2 separate regions of the Hordeum vulgare genome follow, and region 1 is linked to region 2. The links are chromatin contacts, called in public Hi-C maps. All regions are on one chromosome and are shown on one strand. Each heading gives the region's core, a stretch centred on a gene start, on an enhancer-like site or on the middle of the called end of the contact. The rest is flanking DNA. Distances are from core to core; before and after follow the strand shown. Region 1 has its middle 180 kb from the start of LOC123449287. Region 2 holds the start of LOC123449286 (homocysteine S-methyltransferase 1).

The links. A called contact is a pair of places that touch in the nucleus more often than the background predicts.
Region 1: a contact with region 2 is called in a Hi-C map of leaf, with 9 times the contacts expected there. The contact joins the enhancer-like site here to the promoter of LOC123449286 in region 2. A contact is called at or near these places in 2 of 6 Hi-C or Micro-C datasets (leaf and seedling).

What each region holds. Positions count from the first base shown.
Region 1 is chr4H:529,624,990-529,631,142 of MorexV3_pseudomolecules_assembly, reverse strand. No RefSeq gene overlaps it. Among protein-coding and RNA genes, the nearest start is that of LOC123449287, 180 kb to the left of the region's middle. Within about 2 kb of position 4,067, at least 3 of the 3 cell types and tissues checked have open chromatin away from gene starts, as enhancers often do. A contact at or near this core is called in leaf and seedling, where this site is marked.
Region 2 is chr4H:529,407,964-529,414,140 of MorexV3_pseudomolecules_assembly, reverse strand. LOC123449286 (homocysteine S-methyltransferase 1) reads left to right here and starts at 2,713. Exons shown (of 7, transcript XM_045126443.1): 1 at 2,713-3,069; 2 at 4,424-4,480; 3 at 4,596-4,801; 4 at 4,896-5,025; 5 at 5,115-5,318; 6 at 5,432-5,503; 7 at 5,594-6,117. The coding sequence starts at 2,911. The coding sequence ends at 5,743.

The DNA.
Region 1 (6,153 bases), core at 2,818-5,317, 220 kb before region 2:
GACTGAGAATAATTTTCAAAAATCATGAAAATTTTGGAAGCGCGAACAATTTTTTAAAGCTCACACATTTTTTGACTCCTGAGATTTTTTTTTTTGAAACAGAGATAATTTTTGAGAAACCGCGAACATAATTTTAAAGCACGAACATTCTTTGAATCTTAAGAAGAAATTTTGAGACCGAGAACTATTTTGAAAAAGCCTGAATAAATTTGGAATCACGAACATATTTTAAATGTTGAGAACAAAATTTTGAATCGGAGAACAATATTGAAAAACACAAAATAAATTTGGAAGCGCGAACAGTTTTTTAATGCACGAACATTTTTTGAATCTTGGGAACAAATTTTAAAAACGGGAACAATTTTGAAAAATTCGGAACAAATTTGGAAGCACGGACATTTTTAAAAAATCTCGCTCATTTTTTGAATTTATGAATGAAAACCGTTTCAGGAAACCTTCTAAAATTTTCCTCAAACTGGAAAAAAATCGGTTGAAAGAAAACCGGAATCAGTTAAAGCGCTAATGGAGCAGTCCATTAAAGTCTCTCGGCTCGCTTCTGTGTGTGTTTGTCCGATAACTCACCACAGTGAACGGCAAATAGGATATTTCCCCGCCTACCGCAAGACGAGGCCCTAAGAGCATCTCTAACAGCTGCCCAAGATAGGGCAGCAATTTTTTTATTATAAGACAGGCAAAATCTCAGTATAGGACGACGAAACATCTGTTGATTTACCAGCAGCCCAAGATGGGCAGTGCGTTGCTCCAAGAGCTGCCCCAAATGCATCTCCAACGCGAAATTTAAACTCATACGGCTATATTTCGACAGATAGCAGATACTGAAGAACAAGTTCGAGTGACGAACAGCAGAAGGACGATAAAATTAAACCTAATTTTAACCTAACGACGACTAATCGGCGGCGGCGCCTAGTCCAGGACGGCGGCGTCAGAGTCGGAGTCGTCGTGAGTGGTGTCCTAGAACGAGGAGCCGAGCTCCGACGACGAGGACCCGACATCGATGCGGTTCGCCGGCGGCGGCGGCGGAGCGGACGGCCCCGCACCGTCGGCTCGGGCTGCGGCGGACTTCTTCTTCTTCCGCCCGGCGAAGAAGTCGAGCTCCGCCTGCACGAGCTCGGGGTGGTCGCGGCGGAGCGTCTCCATGCGGAGCTCGTTGATCTTCGCCGCCCGCAGGTTCGCGCGCTCGCGGAGCTGCTGGCGGCGCTGCTCGTGCCCGTCCGTCACGTCGACGAAGTGCAGCGGCGGCGCCAGCCACAGCGCGTAGTCGCGGTCGGTATCGGGGAAGTTGAGGTCCCGCCGCGGCCGGCCGAATCGTATCGCCGCCGCGTCGTACGCGCGTGCGGCGAGCTCGGCGGAGTCAAATGTCCCTATCCACCACCGAACTCCGTCGGCGGTGATCTCCGCTGCGAATCGGCCGGAGGGGCGCTCCCGCACGCCAAAGAAGCCGGAGCTCGGGCGGCGACGCGGTGCCATGGCGGAAGAGGGGGAACGGCGGTGGCGGGGGGCGATTGGGGGCAGGGGACGGCGTTTGGGGGGAGGGGAACGGCGGCGGGTGGTTGGCGCGGCGGGAGGTGGACGGCGCCGGCGAATTTGGTGCGGCAGCGCGCGGCGGGTTGGGGATTTTATTGGCGCGCGACGGGGTGGGAAGCTTCCGGATGGCAGTTGGACGCGCGCGTGCGTTGCCAGAAAATTTGGGGCAGTTAGCTAGGTGTCCCATATTTACAACACTTGAGCAAAATATAGGGCATTGCCCTGAATTTCTTTGGCCAAATGCCCAAGATAGGACAGCTGTTGAAAACCGTGTTTAGTCATTTTTTGCCCTATATGACAGATTGTTTGTAACACTCTCTATATAGGGCAGCTGTTAGAGATGCTCTAAGGAACGCTTGAACTATATCTCGCCTGACGCATGCTCGCCTCGCCTCAGACGCGGAGCGATCAGATCGGCAAAGTACTGTAGCAGCGTGTGCCTCACAGTATTTTTTTCTTCTGTTATAGTAATTTGGTTCTCAATCGGTTTTCATATGTTTACTTCTTTTATATGTTGCTTTTATTTTCTTCTTTATTGATATTCTTTGCTTTTCTATGTTCCTTTGTTTTTTTCCTTTTTAGTTTATATTGCCTACACATGGATACCTTTTTTAGTACGGAATATAAATACTTTAGTGCACACGTAAAACGTTATTTTGATACACATTGAACATTCTTCAAATACATGATGGTTTGTCCCTGTTTTTAGGGCAGTACCCGGTGGTGGACTCCGCGCTTGCCGCTGCCGTCGCTCACAGCATCGGGCGTCTACGGCCCTTGCAGCTTGCAGCAGACCCGGCGAGTGGCAACGGCCACCGGCAAGCTATGATCGCGCGCAGCCCTGGCGAGCGGCAACGGCCACCGGGCCCGGCGAACGGCGCCCATCCCCGGCGAGGATGCCAGTAACCCAGTCCCACGCCCACAGCCACCTCTTTCCCCAGCTCCGGCGGACAAGCTGCATAACTGCGATGGCGAGGCACACTCACGATACACGATGCTGCAACTAACATCGATTTTTGCTGCATGCTTCAACCGGCATCACAATTTGCTACAACCGCCATCGCTATTTGCTGCAACTAGTGTTGCATTTTGCTACATCGCATATGGCTTTGCAATTTTTGCTACAACCGGTAATGAAAAAAGCTACATCCAGTGACATGATTTGCTGCAACGGCCACGTTGAAGTTTTTGGTGGCAACAGTGGCGTTGTGATTTTTGCTGCAACCTTGTCGGTCCTTCGTTGTAGCTTTTTTCATCAACGGTTGTAACATTTTATGTCAACGGTTGCAACATTCTATCATGACAATGACCGCTTGCAGCTTTTTATATGTTTGGTTGCAGCTTTATTCATCAACGGTTGTAGCATTTTATGTCAACGGTTGCAGCATCCCGCCATGACAATGACCGCTTGCAGCTTTTTATATGCCCGGATGAAGCTTTTTCATCTGGGTTTGAAGCTTTTTTGACAGCGGTTGTAGCATGAGCGCAAAAATGGTTTCCATCGCCGTCCAACAGCAACCCCATGTCCACAAGCGCCTCCGCTTGCAGCACTAACTCGAGGGCCTCCCTCGGCGATGCGACCCCACCGGCGAAACCATGAGAAGCTTGGCTGGGGGACGAGATGCTCGTAGAAGCACGGGGGAGAAGAAAGTTTCTCGCCGCATCAGGTCGGCGTCCCCAACGACGGCGGCCGGTGGTCGTCCTCAACAGATGAGAGAAGGTGGGGGGGGGAGGAGAAGGTCGCTCGGGGGAGAGAAGGGTGCTCGCGTGTGGTCAGAAACTCGCGCGAGGGGATAAGGCTGTGACGGGATGCGAGCCGCTAGATCTAATCGCATCAGACGTCGTGCGATGGACCGGCCCAAGCGTTCGGCCGGACTGTCGTATGTAAACGTTTACCCTGTTTTTAATACATGGTCAACACTTTTTCAAATACACGTTGAAACACTCTTTTAGTGGTAATAACATTTTCATAAACCTAAGCAAACATGGTCTTAAATTATATAAAAAAGATTGACAGAACCTTTTTCTTTGCAACGTAGGAACGTTTAGTTAAAACTTCATGTACAATTTTTGAATTGTACTAATGGTTTCTTTTATACTATACAAAACATTATCTATATAATGTATACAATTTTTTCAAAAAGTTCCCATACATTTTGAATGGCAAAAATATTTTTTTCATTGTCGCCATAATTTTGAAGCTGTCAACAATTTTATACCGTGTTAACATTTTCAAAAGTCATGATTTTCATTTTTTGATTAAATTAAGTTTTTAAAATATATACATTTATGTAGTTATTTTTACAAAAATCATAGTTTCAATTTTTTTAAAATAAATATGTAATTATAAAATATATAAATTTATATTCTGAACATTTAAAAATAAATAAATTAGTGAGACATCATGATAAGCCTCGTCCCTCCTCGGATGTCCCATCGCTGGCACGCCGTAGCTGCTCGCGGGCGAGACTGTGGTTATACTTGTGTGTGGCGAGAGATAGGTGTATCCTTGTAGGAACCTCGCGAGCAGTAAACATGTGCACGAGGCGCGATCCGAACAGACCGGTCCATATGGGATACAACAAAGCATAATAGCTCACGATAAACTATGATGAGAATCTCTACACTTGAAGAGGAGTTGGTAGCTTTCGTTTTAGGGTTTTTTTATCTTCCCTCTCATCTTCGTTTGATTTTTTCCTTCCTCCTTCCATCATCATATATTTGATAATGTATTTATAAGAAAAAAAATCAATCAAGTTTAATTTTAATGAATTTTTAAAGACCAAATCTGCATCAATTAATGGTACGATAAGTCGCTCAATCACATTAATTAATATTTTTATACATCACTAAATTACATTAATGCATATTCTATTCCAGATTTTTCCCACTCTTCCATCCCACCTTTATGTATTTTTTGTCTGGTTTTGTTTTGTCTCTCCTTCCGCCATCATATATTTAGTAATGTATTTATGTTATAGAATGAATTAAGATTAATTATCCTTAAAGATCAAATTTGAATTAATTAATTTTATCATAAATTGCTCAATTACATTAATTGATATTTACATACATCACCAAATTACATTAATTAACATTTTCTTTCAGTTTTTTTGTCTCCCTTCCTAGCTCCCGTTCGAGTGTTTCCATGTCTCTATTCAAGTGTGATTTGGTAGCTTTCGTTCCACGGTTTCTGTATTTCCCCTCCAACCTTCATCTACTTTTTCGTTCCTCCTTCCATCATCATATATATTTAATGATGAATTGATGTGAAAGAATCAATCAAGATTAATTTATAATAAATCTTTAAAAACTAAAGCTTAATTAATTAATCTTACCATAAGTCGCTCAATCACCTTAATTACTATTTTCTTACATCACCAAACTATATTAAGTAGTAGAACGCCCATGCGTTACTATGGGCTGCAATGATGCTAGTAAATAAGAAAAAATATGAAGGCCGTTTTTAAAGTGGAAGCTCATTTCCCCTCATATGCCCGATTGTTTTTAGACATCAAGTGGACGCCTACGGGCTCCCAAAAATCAAATTGCACGGACAGTCCGGACTCCTCCAATCTAGCCTATATGTAGGGGTGGTATCATTGTCCGAATTATCCGTCATGTCATTTCCCACACGCGATCCCAACATAAAAATCCCAACCCACAACTCATCATTCTCTTTTCCTGTCGGAACCCCCCATCTCGTTCGGTTTCCCGTCGTAGCGGGATATTTTTTGCTCGAGACGTCTCATTTAAAATTGGATGACACCCACCTCATCTTTTTCATGCTTTACATGGTACTTCCACACTGACCACCATGGAGGAGTCCCCACGCAAATGGCTTGGCCCGCATCCCTTCCCCTCATGTTCATGTTGATCCACCACCACCACTAAGGGGGACAAGGTGCGCACCGCCCATGACGCCCCCTCAGCCAAGAAGGCAGATCTGATGTTTCTTGACCCATTGCCACATTGTAACATATGGTAAAAAATATGATATTCGTTATTGGGCATGCAATTGATACATCATTGTTTCTATTTATAACTCTTGAAGCAACAAACAACTATGTTTATTCTTCTATCTTAACAAAAAAATTACACGACTTGATAAAGCAAATATGAACCACTCACTCTTGCAAATTATTTCGCTCGGACTGTCGTATCTGAACGGACCAACGCAACCCCCATCCCTCTCACTCTAAACCCTCACCGTTATCGCAAAATCCACTAACTCGTGTCTAAGTGAGACGTTGATCGCTGCCTCATGGAAGGCCAATGTCAAAGGACAAGGCATCAACCGCCTTATTATCTTAGTGCTAGTACCTCCTGATTCTATACTGGACCCGTCCTTCATCCCGGCCTCTACCACGAAGTTGCTACGCTCATGCGTTGCCATGAAAAATGGGAAGTTGTGACCAGAAATGTTCATACAAAGTATGAAAAATATCAATGTTCCTCTCCTCTACCCTCCCTTGCACACACACATGCCTAATTCATGATTCAAATGTATGTAGCGGTCATAAAAGAGAGAGAAACAGATTCCCTTCACTTTCTATCTCCTAAACCCGAAATTTCTTTTAGGTCACTAAATTTACTAATTCTAAGCTC
Region 2 (6,177 bases), core at 1,464-3,963:
ACGGTCCAGTACAACAAAGGGAACATGTACTCCCTCTGTTTCTTTTTGAGTTTGCATATAAAATTTGGTCAAAGTCAAACTCTATAAAGGTTGGCTAACTTTACAAAAGAATATATTAATATTCAAGGTATGAAATCATTATTATTAGATGCATCATCAAATTGACTTTCATACTATATAACTTTAACATTGTAGATGTTGATATTTTTTTGTACAAGTTTGGTCAAACTTTGTTTAACTTGGCTTTGACCAAACCTTATATGCAAAGTAAAAAAGAAACGGAGGGAGTACATGAGAAGAACTAACCTCAGATTTTAGAGACGGACTTGCATGCAACGTTCTGGTGCATATGAATAGAAATTTGTTCTTAGACTACTCACAATGGAGAGTAACATGCATATGTTAGTAGTCTAAGTTACTACCTTCAAAGTGGATAGTAACATAGGGTTAGTAACATTAAGCCTTTTATTTATTAGCTTATAGACTCATCTTGCCTTGGTATGCGCTATGTTACTCATAGACCCTGTTTGGATCCATGAGTTGGAGTTAGAGTTGGCTAGATTGGATCAAACTAACCCCAAAACATTCAAATAGGAGGGTTAGAGTTGGTTAGATGCATCTAACCCATCCAAAAAAACTAACTCACCCAAGAGGTGCTTATTTGGGTTAGAGTTAGGTGAAGCCAAAAAAAGTTACTTTTCCCTCTACCTCCTTCATACCAAATCCTAGTTAAAGGAGCCAAATGATTGGAAAAGGTGCATTTATTGACAATCTAACCCTTTCATCCAAACACCTCTTTGGTTAGAGTTAGTTCAGGGTTAGTCCAGGGTTAGAATATAACTCTAACCTCTAACCGAGTTAGAGTATTCAAACAGGGCCATAGTATGAGTAACTACTAGCTAAGTTACTCAATTTCTCTCTTTTTATTAATTGGTTCACACATCATATATTTTTTCTTTAGGTGACATCTATGTTACTACCTATGTTATTTTCATTATGAATAATCTTAGAGTTGTATGAAGTGAAGAGCTTGTATATGTATTACTGCAACCTAACAGCTAGCTTAGTGACCAACGACTATTTATTTGAATGCGCATCCTTCAAAATAATAATATTATAATGCCTTAGTTTTTATGTTTTTCCTACTCTCCCTTCAAACACCCACTTGTGCCAAATCCTGTGTTTTTCATTTCCACATGATTCAAATGGAGAGGGCATGTCAATCCTCCATTTTTCCTATCCTATAAATCAAAAGAGCCCTAAGTACGTTTATTTTTACTGTTTTACCTAACCCTGTAGCACAGGGACCTACTACTTTGTAGCATAGCATACAGCTGGCCTCCACAAGGGTGCACTGCTCGAAGCCTTGGTTACAACCCACGTTGTACCGGCAACTCCAGTGTCGGCGAGCCACCATGGTTTCCTTTGATAAAACCAGCCGACACATACTTCGTTCAACCACACCCGGCATGCGCTGTTTGACGCATCGGTAGACCAAAACAAATTCTAGTTACCGTTTGTGTGCCCCTGACCAACAACTCCTCCATCGCCGAAGGCGCGTTCGTGGGAGCCATCCTTGGCAGCCCATGTTGGTTGGTACCGGCAACTCCAGGGTGCCATGGTTCGTTAATAAAATCCAGTGACAGGCTGACTTATACTCCATTCAACTCAGAGAGACCACCTAGCTGTTCCTCCACGACCAAACGCACCCCAATCGGCATCGCGACGATGGGAAGTGTGGCGCCCTGACTGACCGATTAATTAGTCTGTGTCAAAGGTGAACCAATTCAAGCTTTTGGACCGTGGATTGTTGACAAATAAAACAGGTTCTTGCCCATCTTCACACGGTTTACGTACGTACTCTTATTGACATAGCTGGCCTTGGTGAGTTGGTGGCACCTCCACCAAAATTAGTCACACTCCAAAAGAAAAATATCATAAAAACTATTTGGAGTGCTCGGGCCTGCCCAACATTTCCCCGTGTCGGCGTGGTCGTCCATTAGCTAGTAGCAACTGTGGTTCTTGACCAAGTACTGCACCGGAACACCTTTTGCACTATCTAGGCTAGAGGTGTTTCTGGATTCAGAGCAGTAGCACAGTACAATAAAAGGGAAATTTCATAAACTAATACTCCCTCCGTTCCTAAATATAAATCTTTCTAGAGATTTCATTATTAAACTACATACAAATGTATATAGACATATTTTAAAGTATGTATTCACTCATTTTACTCCGTATGTAGTCACTTATTAAAATGTTTAAAAAGACTTATATTTTGAAACGTAGGGAGTAATAATAATACTCAAGTCCAAGCTGCTCGCTCAAGGACAAAAAATTACTTGGCGCGGTCCTTGCCGCCTGCTGCACTCCAAGCGTGCCAGTTTCATGCAGGCTCTTTTAACTCTTGCACCACACACCATGCAGCTCGCCAGCCAGCCTCATGCAGACCTTAACTCCGCCGCACAGCTGGTTTCATGCTGCGGGCGTTAACTCCGCACCATGCATGCGTAACGCCTAACGTGTCCTGTCGCGTCGGGCGCGGTCCAAACATCCAAGAAAGCTTGAAAGTAACCTGGACGTGAACCGACCCGCGGCTGCACCTACCCCACGAACCGGTCCGCGTACGTCGGGCCTTTGATGGCGTGATCTGCTGCTTTGCTTCTTGGCCAAATTAAGTCGCCCCTCACCAAACCTTTCCTTCCTTTCAATCCCTCCCTCCCTCCCCGTCTCCACCCGGCCAGCCAGCGAGCCACCCTACTACCGCCGTTGGCCCGCCGCTATATATACCGCTCCGTCTCCTTCCCCGTTTCTCGTACCCATTTGTCTTCGCCCTCCTCGAGTCCTGCTGCGCTTGGTGCTGAGATCGAGCCGTGCTTTGCGCAAGCGTGTAATCGATCAAAGAGGTTTGCGATGGGCGGCGGGGTGGTGGAGGAGCTGGTGAAGAAGGCCGGCGGATGCGCGGTCATCGACGGCGGCTTCGCCACGCAGCTGGAGGCGCTCGGCGCCGACATCAACGACCCGCTCTGGAGCGCCGCCTGCCTCATCACCAAGCCGCACCTCATCAAGGAGGTAAACACAACCCAACCCAACCCAACCGGCCGACGTGCCGGCGTGCACAATGCCTCGGCCTCCTCGTATTATCATCATCATTAGTTCATGACCAGCAGCAAGCATATCCATGATCCGGCCGTCTCCCGTCGTGCTCGCCGCATCATCACAATATAATCGATGCACCAGCTGATAAATTACTATTATACGTAAGTAGTTAATTAGTAGCTTATTTAGTATCTTGTCTGACGCGGTTTGGCATGTGGTGAGGGTTTGTGCTTTAAGGTTATGTTAGCTACTGGTCAACTCTATCCCTACAGCTAATACTAGCGTGGTATGCGCAGATCAAAAGTAGAATCAATCTTGGTGATGACCAGGACCATGGCAATGTTTCCATCTTCTCACCTACCTATCTTTATCATTTAAAAAAGAATTGAAGAGATATGACCTACTAGTACCTCTCAGCATTTAAAAAGAGATTGAAGAGGAGGTCACCTAACTTTTTGACAGGCAGAGGTTTTAAGGGGGAAATAGACCACCCACTTTTATTGTTCAGATTTAGGCCTAAGTACATCGATTAATTTGACTTGACCGCTTCGTCACATGACTTTTATAGTGCCTACTGCCTACACCTGAATTGTGTTGCAAACTACTGCTCCTATATAGCAAAACGTCGACTTCAGACGAGTCTCGGAAGCTAACTCAACTTCGGCCATTGCTTTTGTAGATGAATACATACTCATACTACTGTTCCGTTAGTTTCTTTTACAGATTTCACATCTCGCACTGGTATCGTCAGGTCAATGACCGCTGGAACTGCCCGCGGAAGTACTAAAATACCCTCATGCGCATTTTTTGACATAGAAACGGAAAGTGTGAGAAAAGTATTGAGAAAAAAAGTGCCCGCAAGAAAATACATAAATATTTGGCCTATTTGAAACATTTTTTTTAAGTTTCACAGTACAAGCATGTATTTGTACAAAACTATTTTGGGCAACATGTTCATGTGATGAACATAGCCTCATGCCTGTTACAACGTGGAAATCATATATTTGCCGCATGAAACGAGGACCGTGCCGAGGGTGTTTTCGTACTTTTGCATGATTCTGAAAAAAGAAATAGTCTTGACCAAATTCGCAAAAACAAAAAAAACAAAAACAGTCTTGACCTAACTTTAACGGTGACATACAGCAAACGCGTAAAACAAACTAATGGAACAATTCAACCTGCACTTTAGCCAACAACAAAAAAAAAACCAGCAAACATTGAATCCACAATAGACAGTTGGGGGAAAAACTTTTTTACGGGAGAAGATCCTTGTGCGTATGTTTTCAGTGTGGGTGTCAACATAAGCATCTTTTTTTTACATGTGCAGGTCCATATGCAGTATCTTGAAGCTGGCGCCGACGTCATCATCTCCTCGTCCTACCAGGTACGATCATCATCGCTGCTATTCCACCGCTGCAAATCTGCTATGGCTTCATACACAGATCGAATCCCATGAACGAATAAGAGAGAAATGTCATCATGCCTTCCATTTCCTGCAGGCAACTATCCCGGGGTTCCTGGCCAGAGGACTGCTCCTCGAGGAGGCAGAAGGGTTACTGCGAACCAGCGTCCAGCTGGCGCTGGAGGCCCGAGACGAGTTCTGGAAGTCGACGCTGAGGAAGTCGAAGCCCGTCTACAACCGCGCCCTCGTCGCCGCGTCCGTCGGGAGCTACGGAGCGTACCTCGCCGATGGATCAGAGTACAGGTGAGCAACACACGATCGAGTGCCGTTGCAAGAACTCTGAAACATCTTGAGAAGCACAAGCGTTTTACATCCATTCGTGTAATTGGTTTTGCAGTGGGTCGTACGGAGACGACGTCACGGCGGAGAAGCTCAAGGACTTCCACCGGCGCCGGCTGCAGGTCCTCGCAAGCGCTGGCCCCGATCTGATCGCGTTCGAGGCCATTCCCAACAAGATGGAGGCTCAGGTATGCTTTGTGCTGATGTAATCCCTGTGAGTACTGGTTCAAAAGGCCTGTCAAATTCGTTTGCTTGAAGGAACGAACGCATTTTGTAGGCTCTGGTTGAGCTTCTGGAGGAAGAGGACATCCAGGTGCCTTCTTGGATCTGCTTCAGCTCGGTGGACGGCAAGCACCTCTGCTCAGGCGAGAGCTTCGGGGACTGCCTCGAGATCCTCAACGCCAGCGACAAGGTCGCCATCGTGGGGGTGAACTGCACGCCGCCTCAGTTCGTCGAGGGCATCATACGCGACTTCAAGAAGGTCTGCTGCAGTTTCTTCCCTGTCTGTTCAGCGGTCTTATATCCGGTGACCTTTTTCACCACAACACGTCTGAAACCTGAAAACAATGCGTCTTGGTCGTGACTCTCCGGCAGCAAACGGAGAAGGCGATCGCGGTGTACCCGAACAGCGGCGAGGTCTGGGACGGGAGAGCCAAGCGGTGGCTGGTGAGTAGACGGCTGACGCTGCGTACTTCCTTCTAGTTAATTATTATACTGACGCATGATTTTCGTTAATGTGATGCGAACTTGACGCAGCCGGTGGAGTGCTTCGGCCGCAAGAGCTTCGACGTGATGGCGAGAAGGTGGCAGGAGGCCGGCGCCAGCCTGGTGGGAGGATGCTGCCGCACGACGCCGTCGACCATCCGGGCGGTGTCCAAGGTGCTCAAGAGCAGGAACGGGCTGTAGTGATCTCTTCTTCAGAAGTTCAGAGTCGCGGTTTCGTATGAGGGTGTGTTGTCCTGAGGAGGTGTAGAACGTCTGATGATGTGTGCTGCTGACGTGCACCGATAGAAATTGGGCACTGGTTATCCAGTCATCATGGATTCGGGTATAGGTTGAGGTAGAGAGAAATATTACTATGTCGTTTGGGTGTCAGGTTCTTTAACAAAAATCAGTCCATCAGGAATTCAGGATGTTCTAAGATAGCTGCTCAAGCCATATTTTGCCCATCAGTTAGTTGTGTCTGACAAGATTATGATGTAATCATGATTTTCACCTGATTTCCCGAGCAATTATTTTAAGCTTATTACTTAATGAAAATGACAAACGGTTGCCTCGTATAAAAAGCATCTACCGTAATGCAAATATTAAAGGCACTATTACCTACTCAAACTAGGGTC